Regions from separate parts of the Mus musculus genome. Here region 1 is linked to region 2. Evidence: chromatin contacts called from public Hi-C data. All regions are on one chromosome and are shown on one strand. Each heading gives the region's core, a stretch centred on a gene start, on an enhancer-like site or on the middle of the called end of the contact. The rest is flanking DNA. Distances are from core to core; before and after follow the strand shown.

Evidence for each region. Hi-C and Micro-C count contacts between places; a contact is called where the count stands out from the background.
Region 1: a Hi-C map of cortical neurons shows a contact between it and region 2, with 1.5 times the contacts expected there. The contact joins the enhancer-like site here to the promoter of Mpped1 in region 2. A contact is called at or near these places in 1 of 39 promoter capture datasets (the SN4741 cell line), 4 of 484 Hi-C or Micro-C datasets (cortical neurons, embryonic stem cells and nephron progenitors), 3 of 115 datasets of contacts at active chromatin or transcription factors (embryonic forebrain, embryonic stem cells and forebrain) and 3 of 9 other capture datasets (adipose tissue, liver and pancreatic islet).

The regions. Positions count from the first base shown.
Region 1 is chr15:83,827,336-83,830,805 of GRCm38.p6, forward strand. All of the region lies in intron 3 of Mpped1 (metallophosphoesterase domain containing 1), which reads left to right. Among named protein-coding and RNA genes, the nearest start is that of Gm52172, 7.2 kb to the right of the region's middle. Within about 2 kb of position 2,121, at least 11 of the 459 cell types and tissues checked have an H3K27ac peak or open chromatin away from gene starts, as enhancers often do. A contact at or near this core is called in cortical neurons, where this site is marked.
Region 2 is chr15:83,778,144-83,781,581 of GRCm38.p6, forward strand. Mpped1 (metallophosphoesterase domain containing 1) reads left to right here and starts at 1,880. Exons shown (of 7, transcript NM_172610.3): 1 at 1,880-1,964.

The sequences.
Region 1 (3,470 bases), core at 871-3,370, 49 kb after region 2:
TATTGATGGGCATAGCATGAATTAGAAAGAAGAGCTGGAAGGAAGAGGGTCTGAGGTACATGGGTTGACCAATACAGGTGACCCAACCACTTGGATGAGGAGCCAGGGCACAACCATGATAGTATATATATAGCCTCTTGCAAGTGCCACCATCATCAACTATGCTGGTTAGTTTTTTTTAAGTTGACACATTTGGAAACAGGGAACCTCAGTAGAGGGACTGGTCTGTAGGAAAGCCTGTGGTGCATTTTCTTGATTAATGACAGGTGTGGGTAGTGCCACCCCTGGACAGGTGGGACACGGTTGTATAAGAAATCAGGCTGAGCAAGCCAGGGGGACATGCTCGTAAGCAGCACCACTCCAGTGTTTGCTTCAGTTCCTGCCTCCAGGTTCCTGCCCTGCTTGAGTTTCTGCCTTGGCTTCCCTCAGAGAACTGTGACCTAGAATATGTGAGCCAAGCAACTTGCATCCCCCCAGATTACTTTTAGTCTGTGCTTTATCATAGCAACAGAAACCCCAAGAAAGATCCCCCGAGGTCATCACAGGTCTTTTGTGAATGTACTTGGGTACGTATTTTCTGTTAGACCATGGCTTCTGGGGGCACAGGGTCCCATAAACTTCTTTCCCCCGTGGGAAGCCTTACATACGGGTGTAGAGGCATGGGCATCCTTCATCCTGAAGTGGTCCACACTACGGTAGCACTGGAAACACAGTTGATGGCGCCTAGGACTGAATGTCCCTGTTTGAAAAACATTTCCCAGGCAAAACAAATGTTGGGAAGTTAAACATTTGGGCTATTAGCACAGAACAGAAGACGGATCGCATTTGCCTTTTAAATATGGGCACCAGCGTGGCACAGTGGTTCCAGGAGCCTCCCACGCAGGACCCACAGGAGTCGCTGAGGCATGCGGTAGGGCCAGCCTTTGCTTTAGCAGAGCCCCTGCTGTGCTAATACATGTCCATCCACAGTGATGTCTTTGCAGCAGGAAGCTGCAGGTGGGTATGGGTCCCTGAGCCTCTGTGTGCCCTGGGCAATGCTGGAACTTTTTGGAGCCCCTGTTTTAACAACCTCTACTGTCTTGTCTCCCATTTCTGGGCTGAAATCTCCAGAGAACCCCAGGTTGTGATACAATCAATTGAGGATCTGAGCCTTCGGCTTTTCTGTATTTTCTGTGTTTCGATGTTCTGATACCTTGGAATCTCCCTGGGCTGCAGGGACTGTGTCTGCCAGGGTCAGCAGCACGCCTTCCACAGGCAAGCCAAGCACACCACAGCCAACAGACCCTTTGTGGGGTGCTCAGCTGAGACCCCGTTCCATTTGCCTTGAATACCCAGAGTGCCATACGATGAGGAACAGCTCACATGCCCCAGGTCCCCCAGAGACACCAAACTGGTAGCCTTTAGCCTACTCACTTGCCTGTTTGGCTCACATGGTGTGACCCACTGCTGAGGCTCTTAGTCACATTTCTGCTTCACCTTCTGACCGGCTGAGCTCCCCTGTGGGTCCTGGGGTGCCATGGTATGCTTCTTGCTCTTAAGCGACTGAGTGCCTCTCCCCCAATGTACCCCTGTCATATACAGCTGATGGAACACGTCTGGAGAGGGAAAAAGTGTGACTTCCTGTGTTTGCTAGTACATGGTGAGCATCCAGGCTGCAGGCAAGGGTGCTGAAGGCGCTCCTCTTGAGTCAGCCAGCCAATAAGAGGTAGATATGGGATTGGGCTCTGTAGCCTGCTACCCTACTAGGTTGTCTTCCTCTGCAGACTGGAGGATATGGTGTTTGCTTCCAATGAGTGTCAAGATGTATCACATACACATTGCTAATCCTGGCACCTGGCCCTGGGAGGTCACTACAGACAGGACTGTAGGCATAGCCCATGCCTCCCATACCCTGTTCCAGGGCTCTTTTGCCTGTCTGGGTCAGACATGGATCCCATTCTGTTTACACCAACCGGCTCACATGATCCATGCTGTGTACATGGCCCTATGACTTGGCCACCGGCAGCTTGCTGCTGAATCTCAGAGCTAGCTTTTTCCCAGCGTTCCCCTAGACTCTGCGCCACGCTAAGCCGTCTGCTAACTCGAATCTCCCAGACATTGGCAAGCGTTTAAACACAGAACTGTCAACGACGCACTAAAAATGCAATCAGAGATCGTTACACCGTCTCTGCATCCCACCCCCTCCACTGTGTTCTGTGAGACAGGGAATGGGCAGGAAAAAAAAGCAGTAAGTGGGTACTTTCCTGATTGTCATTGTGTTTAGAGCATGCTAAAACCCTGCCGGGCTCAATGTGCCACTCTGGGACCAGCACGGATGGTGTAGAAATGTGTGTGCCTTTCACAGAGTGTGACAGATCAGGCTGTGTGGACCCAGTGCAGCCTGGGATGGCATAGAACAGGTTAGCAATAAAGATTAATAACCTCTTTGGAGGGAGATTAATGTCAGGACTTCACAGGCTCCCACAGGAGTCCCCCAGCATTCTGTGCATCTCAACTTGGCTGCCTTTGGAAGCTTTGCTCGGATGCTCCTGGACTCCATGCCTCTGGTAAGTGAAGAGGAAAACTCACCTGTCACCCTCATCTGCTCTTCTGATTGACAGTTCATGGTCTCTTTATCCACTGAAAAACCCATACCTAGGCAGATACCAGCATCTCAAGAAAGCTGGAGGGGAGTGTAGCTTCTAGGTAGATGGCTTAGTGTCACCATGTTGACATGGTAGGGTGTGCTTACCAGTTCTGAAAAGGCAGGGGTAGAGGCTGCCTTTGAGGTCAAGGGTTGAGGATCAGTACAGCAGAGCACCCTAAAAGGGCCACCTGGGACACCGCCCATTGTGGTGCTATGGAGTCCTTCAAACCACTATGTGTCACTGGGGCGGGCTTTGAGGTTTCAAAGGCCCATGCTAGTCCCAGTCACTGCCTTTGGATCAGAATGTAGAGCTCTCAGCCACTTCTCTAGCACTGTGTCTGCCTGCATGCCGCCGAGCTTCCTGCCATGATTGTAGTGGACTAAGCCTCTGACACTGTAAGCCAGCCCCAGTGAAACGTTTTCTTTTATAAGAGTTGACTTGATCATGGTGTCTCTCCACAGAAGTAGAACACAATAGTTCACTAAACTGCTCTCGCCATTTTTGGGGTCCTAAAAGAACCTGGGAATACAGCAAAGCAGACTAAGTCTTGGGCCTCTAACAGCTTCGACGAACACAGACACCCCCCCCCCCCAGCGTAGCATGCATTCGGACAGGCTGACCAAGGCCTCAGTTGAGACTAAGTCTTGGGCCTCTAACAGAGTACAGCTTCGACAAACACAGCTCCCCCCCCCGCCCCCCCCCCCAGCGTAGCATGCATTTGGACAGGCTGACCAAGGCCTTAGTTGAGACTAAGTCTTGGGCCTCTAACAGAGTACAGCTTCGACAAACACAGCCCCTCCCCCCCAGCGTAGCATGCATTTGGACAGGCTGACCAAGGCCTCA
Region 2 (3,438 bases), core at 630-3,129:
TAGTAGACCCTGTTGATACAGCATCCGATCCTAGGGCCTGACCAGGACTCCTCTCCTGGTTCAGCCTGGACCAGGAGAGGAGTGGAGGTTACCTAAGGCAGGGTGTGTTCAAGCTGAGTGCCTGGGTCTGAGGTGATGCAGGTGATGACGGGTTCTTGGTGGCAAGCTCACACTTGGTTCCAAACAGGCTGAGTGCCAGGCATACAGTGGGTGCTCAATAGATGCACAGTAAGAGATGGTATTCTGGGAACTGAGCTCTGGGAGAAATCCAGCCTTTGGGGGGACAACAGTCACAAGAATGTCTTCTGTCTCTGCTCTTGTCCCCTAAAGGCCATGCCCAGCTGTGCCATTGTTCTTGGCAGGCAGCAGGGAGAGCCTGCTGATGTCCTGAGCTGCAGCCTTGTCTCTCAGGTAGGCAGGGATGTTCTCTGAAGCACAAAGTGGTGTTGTAGTCTTAGGAGGGAAGGGTCTACAGGGTGAGTTATGGGGTCCCACTGGGAGAGAGCTCTGCACCATCAGTTTCTCCTCCTTAGCCTCTTCCTAACCAGACCTACTCCCTGTCTGGGATGCTGGAATGAGTTCTCTCAAAGCACAAGCTTGGTCATAGCAAGGCCTGGCCATAACCTTCAACGGCTCCCTAACACCCTAGCAAACTCCATGGGCTTAGCCAAGCGCCCAAGAACCTTACCTCCATTTCTTTTTCTTCTAGCTCCACAGAGCCTCAGCATCCCACCCTGCCCAGGACCCTGGCCTGTACCAGCCTCTATCTAGAAGGGTTTTTTTCCCCAGCCTGGGCATGATCTTACCCCATGTAGCATCTCCACTTTCAGGAAGCCACCCCAGGTGGCTGTCCCCTCTTCCCACACGTGCCATATCTCCCTCTGCCTCTCTCACAAGACTGGGTTCTCCTTCAGAGCAACCCAAGCCCCAAGTGCCAACTGAGGTGCCCTTGCGGGTCTGACCCTAATCATCTGAGAGAGATGGTAGGCTCTGTGATAAGCAAGTAGAACCCACAAATACTGGTTAAGGGATGTTGGGTGGACTTCCCTCCTAAGTTCCATTGTGGGGAGAGGCCCAGGACAGAGCTAGGCCCTGTGGACTCCTTTTTATCCTGGTCAGGGGTCGGGGGTCTTTGGCCTCTCAAACTTTGCACTGGAGAGACCTCTATGTCTCATTCTCTCTGCCTCCCGGGACAGGGCCTCCTGGAAACCTAGCACTAGGTCCTCTGCCTTCCAGACTGGCTTACCTGCCCGTACTGGGTTTCTAGGTGAGGCCACTGTGGGCCACCCAGGAGACCAGGCTGGGAGACCGGGAGTCAGAAGGGGCTCAACAAGAGGACCCTGGCCTGATCCAGTTGAGGGAGGGGGAGGTGTCCGCATCTCTCTATGGACAGAGACCCCGGTGGCCCCAGGTTGGGGTCCTAACCGCGGAGCGGGTGCCCGGGCACCGAGAAGGAGCCACGCATGCCCCTGCACGCGGTGCCTAGCGCGGCGCGCGGCTCCGGAGGTGAGGGCGCCCCGCCCCGCTCCCCTCTCCAGGCGCTCGGCGGCCGGGGCTAGGGGCTGCGTGGAGAGGGCGCGGGGCGGCCCCTGAGCGGCGGGATGCGGGCTCCCGGCCCGGGAGGGCGCCGAGGCCCCAGGCGCGGCCGGGGCGGCCGGGACCCGGGCGGGAGGGCGCGCGGGGCCGGGGCCCGAGGCCGCGATCGCGCTCCTGCGGGGCCCGGGCGCGCGGGCGGAGCGGCGCGGCGGCGCGCGGGGCCGGGGCGGCGCGGAGCCGGGCGGGGGAGGGGGAGGGGGCGCGGGGAGCCCCCCGCCCCGCGAAGGAGGAGTCTGGCTCCCACTCGCAGCCTCGGCCGCGCGGCGCAGAGGCCCCCGCCCCTGCGCGCCGCCCTCGCGGGAGCCGGGCCCCCGCCGCCCTCCGCGCGCGCTGCTGCTCGCGGCCGCCGAAGAGGAGCCCGGGGCCAGGTAGGACCCGGCCGGGCCGGGAGTGCGAGCGGGGCTGGGCGCGGGCGGCGGGCCGGAGGGGGCGCGGCTGGGACCCTGTCCCCGCACCCGGGGGGCCCCGCGGCGCCCGTAAAGTTACTTTGGCCGCCTCTGCCTTGCCCCGGGCGCGCGGCCCCGGGTCGGCTACCGCCGCTGCGCAGCCAGCGGGGCCGGGGCTGGCGGGAGGGGGCTCGGCCGGGGCCGCGCGGTCAGCGAAACTTTTCCCAGGCTGGTCGACTGCCGCTGACTGCTGTTGGAGTAGCCGGTGGGAGGAGAGGGCTGGTGGGGTGCAAGTGATGATGGGGGTGGTAACAATAGCCACCTCCTGTTGTGGAGAGCCTACTGTGTGCTGCCAGCCTCTGCTGACACTTGGAGGTGAGGGGTGAGAAGGGGACGGATGCTGGTCAAGTGGCTACTTTTGCTGGGTATTGCCGGGAACTTCACTAACACCCATGTGTCGTCCATTCATCCACCCATCTATCAATCCATCATCCTTCCTTCACTCATTCAACACACTTACTGCTCTCTGCTGTGCCCCCTCAGAGGCTTCAGTGACTAATCAGACAGCACCCAGTCCTTCAGGACAGTATTTCATGGAGTGCCCAAGCCGAAAGGTGCCTCTGTGTGTTTATTTTGGGACATGCTACGGGAGAGAGAATTCAAACACAGCCTTCCTGGGTTTAGGCAGGGGCAGAGGAGTGATGTTATGTGAAAGAGACTAGGAGGCCAGTCTTAGGGGTTGGAGACTCCATCCTCTCTTGACCCTCTGGGCCCAGGCTCAGTGGTTCATTGAGGTCAGGACACAGAGCACATTGGACCTGGATGTCCAGCTAGTCTGGCAGGATTGTCTCCTCCTCACTACTGGACTGTCCCCTCTCCTTCAGCATCCTTTCAGAATTGCAGCCCTCCCCCCCCCCACTTCTTCCCCTGAATGGCTGGGAGGAGAACGAACTGTTAACAATTATAAAATTAAACCCGGCGAACAAAAGTGAGGCACCATTGAATGGTTGGGCTCCTTGCCGGTTTATGAATGGTTGTGGCAGACTTGCTAGCAGGGATCAGCTACATTAGGGGGGTGTTGGGGGTGGGGATCAGTCACTAACCATATTAACACCCCAACTAGCCTTGGCCAAAGGAAAATTAAAACAACTTCAGTAGTATTTGGCACATGACTAAAAATGCCTTGGGGGGAGTCTGGACAGGCTTTGGGGTGACTGCTCCATCTCAGCTAGAAGCCAAGGCATTAGGAGACCATCTGGGTAGGGTACCCAGGCAGAGGAGAACACCAGGCTTTGGAGCTGGTGGTCACAGGGAGGCGTCTGGAATGAGTCGAGGCGCAGTCTGCAGGGGACTGCTCTGTGGGAGCATGCATACTAATCTGCGCACCACCCGTCTCCCTGCAAATTGGCTTTCCGAGTGGCAGCCCCTCAACACTTATAAAATCCCCTTTTGCTCA